2 separate regions of the Mus musculus genome follow, and region 2 is linked to region 1. Evidence: chromatin contacts called from public Hi-C data. All regions are on one chromosome and are shown on one strand. The core of a region is the stretch at or near the end of the contact, and the rest is flanking DNA. Distances in the headings are between cores, read along the strand shown.

The links. Hi-C and Micro-C count contacts between places; a contact is called where the count stands out from the background.
Region 2: a Hi-C map of the N1E-115 cell line shows a contact between it and region 1, with 7 times the contacts expected there. The contact joins the enhancer-like site here to the promoter of Lrig1 in region 1. A contact is called at or near these places in 3 of 39 promoter capture datasets (the 3T3-L1 cell line, cranial neural crest and liver), 15 of 484 Hi-C or Micro-C datasets (the 3T3-L1 cell line, the N1E-115 cell line, cerebral cortex and 10 more), 6 of 115 datasets of contacts at active chromatin or transcription factors (embryonic hindbrain, embryonic limb bud, embryonic stem cells and 3 more) and 2 of 9 other capture datasets (adipose tissue and embryonic stem cells).

Annotation. Positions count from the first base shown.
Region 1 is chr6:94,697,698-94,701,645 of GRCm38.p6, reverse strand. Lrig1 (leucine-rich repeats and immunoglobulin-like domains 1) reads left to right here and starts at 1,501. Exons shown (of 19, transcript NM_008377.2): 1 at 1,501-2,184. The coding sequence starts at 1,961.
Region 2 is chr6:94,805,060-94,809,206 of GRCm38.p6, reverse strand. No RefSeq gene overlaps it. Among named protein-coding and RNA genes, the nearest start is that of Lrig1, 110 kb to the right of the region's middle. Within about 2 kb of position 2,191, at least 58 of the 459 cell types and tissues checked have an H3K27ac peak or open chromatin away from gene starts, as enhancers often do. A contact at or near this core is called in the N1E-115 cell line, heart atrium, muscle stem cells and 3 more, where this site is marked.

The sequences.
Region 1 (3,948 bases), core at 252-2,751:
AAGGTTGAGGGAGTCTGGGCTACATGATGAGACTCAAACAATCAAAAAAGAAGGAAGAAAGAAGGCAAGGAAAGAAAGAGACAGAAAGCACAGACAGCTAGGCAACAATCACCTGACTACTAAATACAGGTCCAATTTTGGTTTAAAAAAAAAGCAAAACTTGAGGGACAGCCACGTTTAGCATCAAATCGTATTTCTTGAATATGTCAAACATGTAATGAAATCCCTTTAACTGTTCGGTGTTTTTCTTCCCGATGAACAGCGTTCCTACTCCCTTTCTATAAAGCCTAAGTTAGATTTAACCGTGCTGGAACAAATGTTTTCCAGAAGACTCCAGCGCCTTAGTTTCCCTGACCCTGTGTGCAGTTCGGACATCAGCAAGTCAAACCGCCCAGAGGCGGCAGATATGTATTACAGTGCTAATCTCTTCCCCCCGCCCCCCCGCCCCACTCCATTAAGTGTGTGTGTGTTCGCGCGCGTGTGCTCGCCTATGTCCAAGCACTGTTTCACATGGCGGCTATCAATCTATTCTGATCCGTGTTTGCCAAACTAACAGGTTCTCTCTCTCTCTCTCTCTCTCTCTCTCTCTCTCTCTCTCTCTCTCTCTCTCTCTCCTCTCTCCCTCCCCCCACCTCTCTCACTGTCTATAAAGAGCACGTCACGGATAATTTCTTGGAAATTGTATTTTAAAGGCACTGATTTTCAATAACAAAACACACCACCACAGCAACCCCCTTTATCCAAGTCCAGAGCACTTCCCGAACTATCCTTCAACTAACTAGGGGCGGGGAAGTGGGCGTGCCCTCAAGATTCAATTTCTGCAGCACACAGTCATTTCGGTAGTCAAGGACACATTTCTGGATTAAAGATATCAAGAAGAACGAGTGTGGAGCACAGATGGGAAAGGGGGCCCCACCTCTGAGGAAATAGCTGAGAAACTCATGAAAGCAAGTTTTAAATCTTTTTTTTTTTTCTTTTGCAAGGCACCTGAAAAAGGGTGCTCGTTTGCTGTAAATCCACCATGATGTTTTTAGTTTAGGAGAGCAGAATAAACCTTGGGTCCAGATAGCTCCCAAACCCGTGGATTACAAACTTTCTCTCTTCTCCTAGGCTCAATGGACCGAAGCTTAGGCCACTTTTCCAGATTCTGGTACTTGGTAGCCAAAACCCTACAAGTCTCCTTTAAGAGGAGGCAGCACGCCTCTCCTTTTCCCCGCCCCGTCCCCGCCTTTCACACCTTGGGTGGGAAAAGCGAGCGGAGGCGGGACCTCAGGGAGCGAGCGCTCTTATGGGTTAGGACGCCAAAAAGGCGCTCCAGGAGCCAATGAGCAACGGGCAGGGCGGGGCGTAATGCTGTAGCCCTGCAGCCAACGTGGGCCGATCTGCGCCCCGGGGCCCCATCGGAGGGGTGTGTGAGGGCGAGCAGCCGGGGCGGGGCCTGGGGCCGCGGGGCTGGACCGCGGAGCGGCTGGCCGCTGATTGTTCGCAGCGCTGAGGCACGGTGCGCTCCGGCCGCTCCGGGACGGGCAGGCGCGTGGGGTCCACGGCTATCATCAGCTCAGCGCCCTCAGTGAGATGCCCGCCCGCGCCACGCGCAGAGGCCGAGGCTAAGCGTTTTCAGTCCTCAGAGGCGGCGGCTCTCGGCGTGCGCCCGAGCTCTGAAGGCGACTCTCAGCGCGGCGGGAAGGACGAGCAGCGGCGGCCGGGCACTCACTGCGGGACTCCACAGAGTTCGCCGCGCGCGGGGCTCGGCCCGGATGGGCGCGGGGGTGGCGGTCCCCGCAGGGTGCTGCGAAGCGGCCCGGGCAGAGCGTGCCGGCTGAGCGCCGCGGCCCCGGAGCCGACTGGAGTCGGGCGTCCATGTCCCGGCGCGGAGCCTAGCTCCGAGCGCAGCCCGCGCCCGCGGCCGCCCGCACCTCGCAGCCCTCGCTCCCCGGCTTCGCGGCGCGTTCCAGACAAGATGGCGCGGCCCGGTCCGGGAGTGCTCGGAGCCCCGCGCCTTGCGCCTCGCCTTCTGCTCTGGCTGCTCTTGCTGCTACTGCAATGGCCGGAGTCAGCGGGCGCCCAGGCTGGCCCGCGGGCCCCCTGCGCGGCCGCCTGCACTTGCGCCGGGGACTCGCTGGACTGCAGTGGGCGCGGGCTGGCGACGCTGCCCCGGGACCTGCCCTCCTGGACGCGCAGCCTGTGAGTATCGCCTTTGCCTCTCGTCCGGGCGCTGTCACTAAGACGGGGCTGCTGGTGTGCTCAGCCGGAGAGGGTGCGGAGTGCGCTCTGTGGGCTGGGGAGACTTGTGGGTGGCCGAGTGGAGGTCACGCGTGGGAGCTCGGGAGAGAGGACTCTGCTTCTGGGGTTTGAAGGTGAGCGTGATTCTGGAGGAGCCTGCCTTGCGGCGAGCGTGTGTTGTGGAGAGGATGCAGGACATGAGTGATCCTGTAAGGGTGATCGAGTGTGCCTCGTGAAGTCTGGAAGTCAGCGAGTGTGGGCCGTGGAGGTGAGCCACCGGTTTGTGATTTGAAACTGAGTGAGAGTGCTGTGGAGCGCGAAATATGTGTGTGTGTAGAGTGGAGGTGAGCGAATTTGTGTGCATGTGAGACGGACGCAATGGCAGAGTGTAGGAGCCTGTGTTGGGATTGGGATCCATGGCTGTATCTTTTCTCCTGTGCTGTATGTAACCCAGCCCTTAGGTGTCTTGAGTTCCCTCAACTTACCTTCAGTTGGTAATGAATGACAGTGACTCACATCTCCAGGGTTCATGCTATTTATACTGTGTATTAGTGAGTATGTGTTGCAGTCTCCTGATCACCAGACAATCGTGGTGGCTTGACTTGGCATTGGCCAGGGCAAAAGGGACCCTGTCCTGAAGAAGCCAGGAGTTGAGAAGCTTTGAGACAGTTCTTGGAGATGTCTGAGTGTGGCTGTTAGCTCTTTTCCGCATGGCTGGCAAGTACAGGAACTGTGTTCCAGATCCCTTCCTGTCTGTTCCCTGGGGTCCCCTTGGGCTTGATCCACTGGGGCTGGGTCTGCTCCTACCCTCGAGTTTCTCCTCCATAAATGGCACAAGTTAGTTGTGGAGTAGTGCTACTATGGGAGAAGGTGACAGGGGGCCTGGCTAGCTCTGTCAGTTTAGGTGCACTTCTGTGCTGCTGGGATTGGGGTTCGTTGGGAACATTAGATTTCTGTAAACAAAGTGGAGTAGAATAGCATTGTTATTCTTAAAAAAAACAATACAAAACAAATAAAAAACCAAAAAAACCTAGACCTTTGAGTCGAATCTTGCTCAGCTATCAGTAATTAGCATCTCTAGAACTATTAGTACCTTCCAGAGAAAGGCCTAGCTTGAGTAGTCTGCGTCTCATTTGAGCTTTTGAATGTCTTTCCTAGGACACAGAAGTAGTACAGCAGTAGCTTCAGTCATGACATTTGCTGTTTTAAAAAGCGAAAATTGATGACACAGGCTTTAACTCACACCTGTGGCTTCATTGCAGAAAACTAGGGGCTGGGTATCTGACCGTCTTGAAGGAGAGAAGTTGATTCTTTTCTAACAAGAAGACTGTATTCTTAGAGTGAGGGGCTTGGGTCTTCACATTGGTCACTTGGGCAATCTGCTGTGGGAGTTCTGAAGCCAGCAAAGACCCTTCTGCTACTGTTGCTGCCTTGAGGATTTTTCTCTTCTTCAGTATCTGCTTCCTCTCTGGAATTCACTACTGAAAATGCCTGGTCTTAGAGTGGGGCTGAACAGTGGCTCTGTCAGTTACTGGGAGGTAGACACACTATTGCTCTCTGCTAAGATTTTTATCTATTAATAACTGAGGCAGTTTGGGGACATTTTGGGGTTTTTTTTGCATACTTAAGATGGAATATTATTATTATTATTAAATAATAGAACTATGTGGGTAGAGTCAGAGAATGTTCTCAAGTGTTCACTTGTTGGAAGACTTGCAAAGCCAT
Region 2 (4,147 bases), core at 942-3,441, 110 kb before region 1:
CCACAGACACCTGTCATGCATGGATAGCTCTGTTTACAAAACCTGATCAGAAATGATGAATGTAGTGGCCGACCCCTGAGATAAGGCATCAGTCCACGTGGTGGTGTTCCCTTGTGCCTGTCCTGTGAAGGCTTGCGACTCAGGAGATTTGCCTCTAAGCATAGGCCATCCCAGCCTACATAGTACCAGAGTGACCTGAACAATGGTGAGCCTAGGCCACATGGCATCTGACAGCCTTCCTTAAACAACAACAAAAGTTACAATAAAGGAAAGAGAAGAGAGGGCCAGACAATCAGGACCAGCTCCTTGGGCCCACAGTCAGGTAAAGCCAATGCCTATAAAGACAGTAGACTGTAGTGGAAAATTTGCAGGTCTGTACATAATGATGGACTGCTGGACTCTCAGTCTACCCAGATATACAGTGAGACAACACAGACCTGTTTTACTAGAAGAAAGCCAAGGGCTTCCAAGAAAAGGCTCGTTGACAAGTTACCTTTCTCTTACTTTGCTAGGACTGTGTGTTTCATGTTTACAATAAGCGTTTACAACAGAAATTCCTCCTCCCCAGCTTTATCCATCACGACGACTCACTTCCTCTCCTTTCCCCAGAAATAACCCACATCACTGGTTTCTTCCCACTGTTTCCAGGGACAGTTGGTCCATGCAGATCTAAGCAAATGAGTGTTTCAGGCGCTTTCCCTTTCTTCCCTCTGTGTTAATGTGGTGAGCTGAGTGGGCATGAGTAAGAATTTTCCAGAGAAAGTGGTTCAGAGAATGACAGGAAAAGCACAAGTTAGAAGCAAGAGAAAGTTGTGGAGTGAGGAGAAGGGACATCACAGCAGAAATGCTGGATGCAGCCTACTGCTCTGCAAACACTATTAGGCAGGGAGGGAAGAGAGACTGGACTGAGGCAAGCCTTCACTGTCAAGTTGCAGAACACAGAGCCAATCTGGTTGGCATCTGGGATCCAATAAAGGCTTTTTGTTCACACAAGAGTGATATGTGCTATTGGCGTTCTGGCAGCTGGTAGGGGGCAGATATGGAAGTGAGCCTCGAATGCCAGATGGAAAAGGTGAGTCGCTCCCTCACGAGGAGATTATTAAATAAAGAGGGGATAGGGCTCTGTTTGGAGAGTGCTTGTCTAGCACGCACAAGGCCCAGGGTTTGATTCCTAGCATTGTGTAAACTGGATGTAGTGGTATATGCCTTGTAATCTTGGCATTTGGGAAATGGAGGCCAGAAGATCCGAAGTTCAAAGTCAGCCTCAGCTATACAGTGAGTTGAGGCCAGCCCGGGCTGTGTGAGAGCCTATCTCAGAAAACCAAAATAAATTAATAGAGGAAGAAACCATGCTAAAGGCAGACTAATCTATCAGCAAAATGCCTGAGGGAACTCTAGGTTAGAGACAGAGTTACTACTGCCCCTAATCCTAAGGAGAAATGCAGGTCTGTTATCTATTTGTGAAAAGAAGGAAGGAATCTCTACCAGCTATCTATTGCTCCCTAACAACCTAGTACTCTCAAAACCTTCCAATATCAAAGTTTCTGGGATCATTCAGGCTCCCTGCCTAGCATCCCCACCTAAATTATAATCAAGATGCCGCCAAGACAGAGGCTTCCACAGAAGGTTCCCCTGAGGAAGGGCCCTCTGCTCTCATCCTCGTGGTTGCTGGCAGAGTACCATTATGAAAATGTTGTTACACAGGAGACCCGAGCTCCATGTTCACTGCAAGACAAAGAACAGACACACTCGGTTTTCCTTGACGTTCCTGGGGTTCTTGCCCAAGTGAGTTTGCTTCATGACAAGACCAAGCCAGCAAGACAGAAGTCCAGCCCTCTGTAACTTAATTAAAGAAATGACAACCCGTCAACTTGGCCAGCTCTGATGATTGGAAGCAAGTCATGAGGTCCAACCCACACTGAGGGCTGGGCAGAGGAGGGAACAAAGGCCTGATACAAGGAGTTGTGGTCACTGGGGCCTGTTTAGAAGGTGAGGTTTGCTCCTGTGAGTGTTCCTTACCTGACTGGGAACAAGACAAGGCCTGGAGTGCTTTGTCCCTCACCCCCCGCCCCCATCCAGCCAGGAAATCATCTTGCTCCCCCTTGGCCTGCCGATCAACATCTGGGGCTAGTGATCCCTGCTACAGCATCATCCACTTCTGATAATCAGATGCCTCTTCTGACGTCAGAGCATCTGGGAACAGTTAGAGGCAAGCTGTGCTGGCTGAGTCTTCCTGCCAGCATCGGCTGATTGTGGACAGTGCCGTGCTCGGCCCCTATGGTGTATGATGGCCACGCACTGAAGGACTTGTTAAACACACAGATCAAGTCTTAACAACAGTCTTCAGTGGACCCTTACTTTCGCAGACAGAGTTGGCTGGCAGGTTTGCTGAAGGATTTACTCTGCTGCGAGCAGGGTTTCCACAAACAGTCATGTCAGAAAGGGGCAGACAACCCAAAGGCAAGGCTGGAGGAACTAACTGAGAGCTCAGAGCCCAGCTGTGTCAACTGCTATTCCAAACCACCCGAGGCAAAGAGAAATGACAACAGCTGTCATTGTGTGTGCAGACCGTGGTCCAGGAGGGGCTGAGCATGTGACCTTGGGGGTCTAGTTTTCACTCCCTGGTAGAACAGAGTTAAGGTTGTCATCCCCAGTTGGCTGAGGAGAAGCTGACTGAGAGATAAAGGGGTGCACGTGGACCTGCACAGACACTGGTCAGCAGCTCTAGGTAGGGACCATCTGCCTCCAAAGCTTACCACTCTGAAACTGGACACCAGCAGTGATTTATCTTCATCGATGGTTACAAACTATAAGAAGGCTTCAGAAGAGACTTGAGGGAAGGGACAAGAAGTTTTCATCACTAAAGGGTCTCTTATCATCTGCATCACACAGATGAAGAGTCTGGGCTCTCAAGAGAACGAGTCTTTGCACAAGACCGCCTTGCAGGGCACTGGGGAACCAAGTCAAAGCCAGGTCGCACTGGCTCCAAACCTCACAGTCTTCCTCATGTCTTTCCCGCTGAGGGAAATCCCAACATATCATCTCTCAGAAGATGAGAGTCATTACTTCCTGATTTCTATAGACTCCATGTGAGTGCTAATTTCAAATCACACGTAGCCACGGGAGGTTGTTCGACCTCTCAGAACAATTACAGCTGGAACGGGGTGGGAGGTGGGGGTGGGGTGGGGGGAGGGCAGGCTCAACCTGTTGCTTCCAGCTTGTTGGATGGCTTATCTCCACACACATTAAAAACATATGGGAGGTCAAAGCTCCATGCGCTAGCCTGGCGGGGGAGCAGGGAACTGGATAAGCAAATATGCATACCTCCCCGATCCCAACTGCTGGACTCTTGTTGCCAACTGACGTAATTTCCTGTGCTTATTCCAAACTAGTCATGAGGGCAGGAAGTATTGTGATGACCAGAACCAGGCCAGTTAGGCTAGCAGCTGCCTGCACATTGCCTTCTTCCTTGATTTAAAAAAAAAAATCAGTGGAACTTGGGGGTAGGATGTTTTTAAGGAAAGGAATGGTAGCTGCTTCTTAGGGAAACTCAGCTGAGAGTCAACAAACCGCCCACCAAACAGTTCCCTGTTTCACACAGCACAAGCTCTGTGAGGTACCTGCTATGTGCCATCACTGCGGCAGTTGCTATGACAGGCAGATGACTGTCAAGATGGCGCACAGTAGGTAAAGTGCAGGCCTCTTCAGGCCACCCAAGGTCAGTCTCTGGAACCCAGGTCAAGGTGGAAGGAGAGCTCCAATGCCACAAAGTTGTCCTCTGACCTCCACACCCACATCAGACATACAAGATAAGCATAAACAAAAGTTTTTTTTTTTTTTTTTTAATAAACCATGACAAAGATAAGGTCTATGGCTTGGAGGAGATTTCAGGGCAGACTGGGAACTCATTTTAATAACGGTGCCTATTTGGAAGAAAATGTCCGATGCGGGGCCACTGACTAGGAAGTGCATACAGCACAGATAGGGATCATTAATATGTTAAAGTATTTCATTAATGCTTGATGAACTGTTTAAGGGGTTTGGTTTGGTTTGCATTACTACTGTCTCCCACCACAGAGAAGAGGGCTAAAGTTCCCTCCAAAGCTGTCTGGATGAAAAGTGGAGTTGTAATGGTTAGGGGTAGATG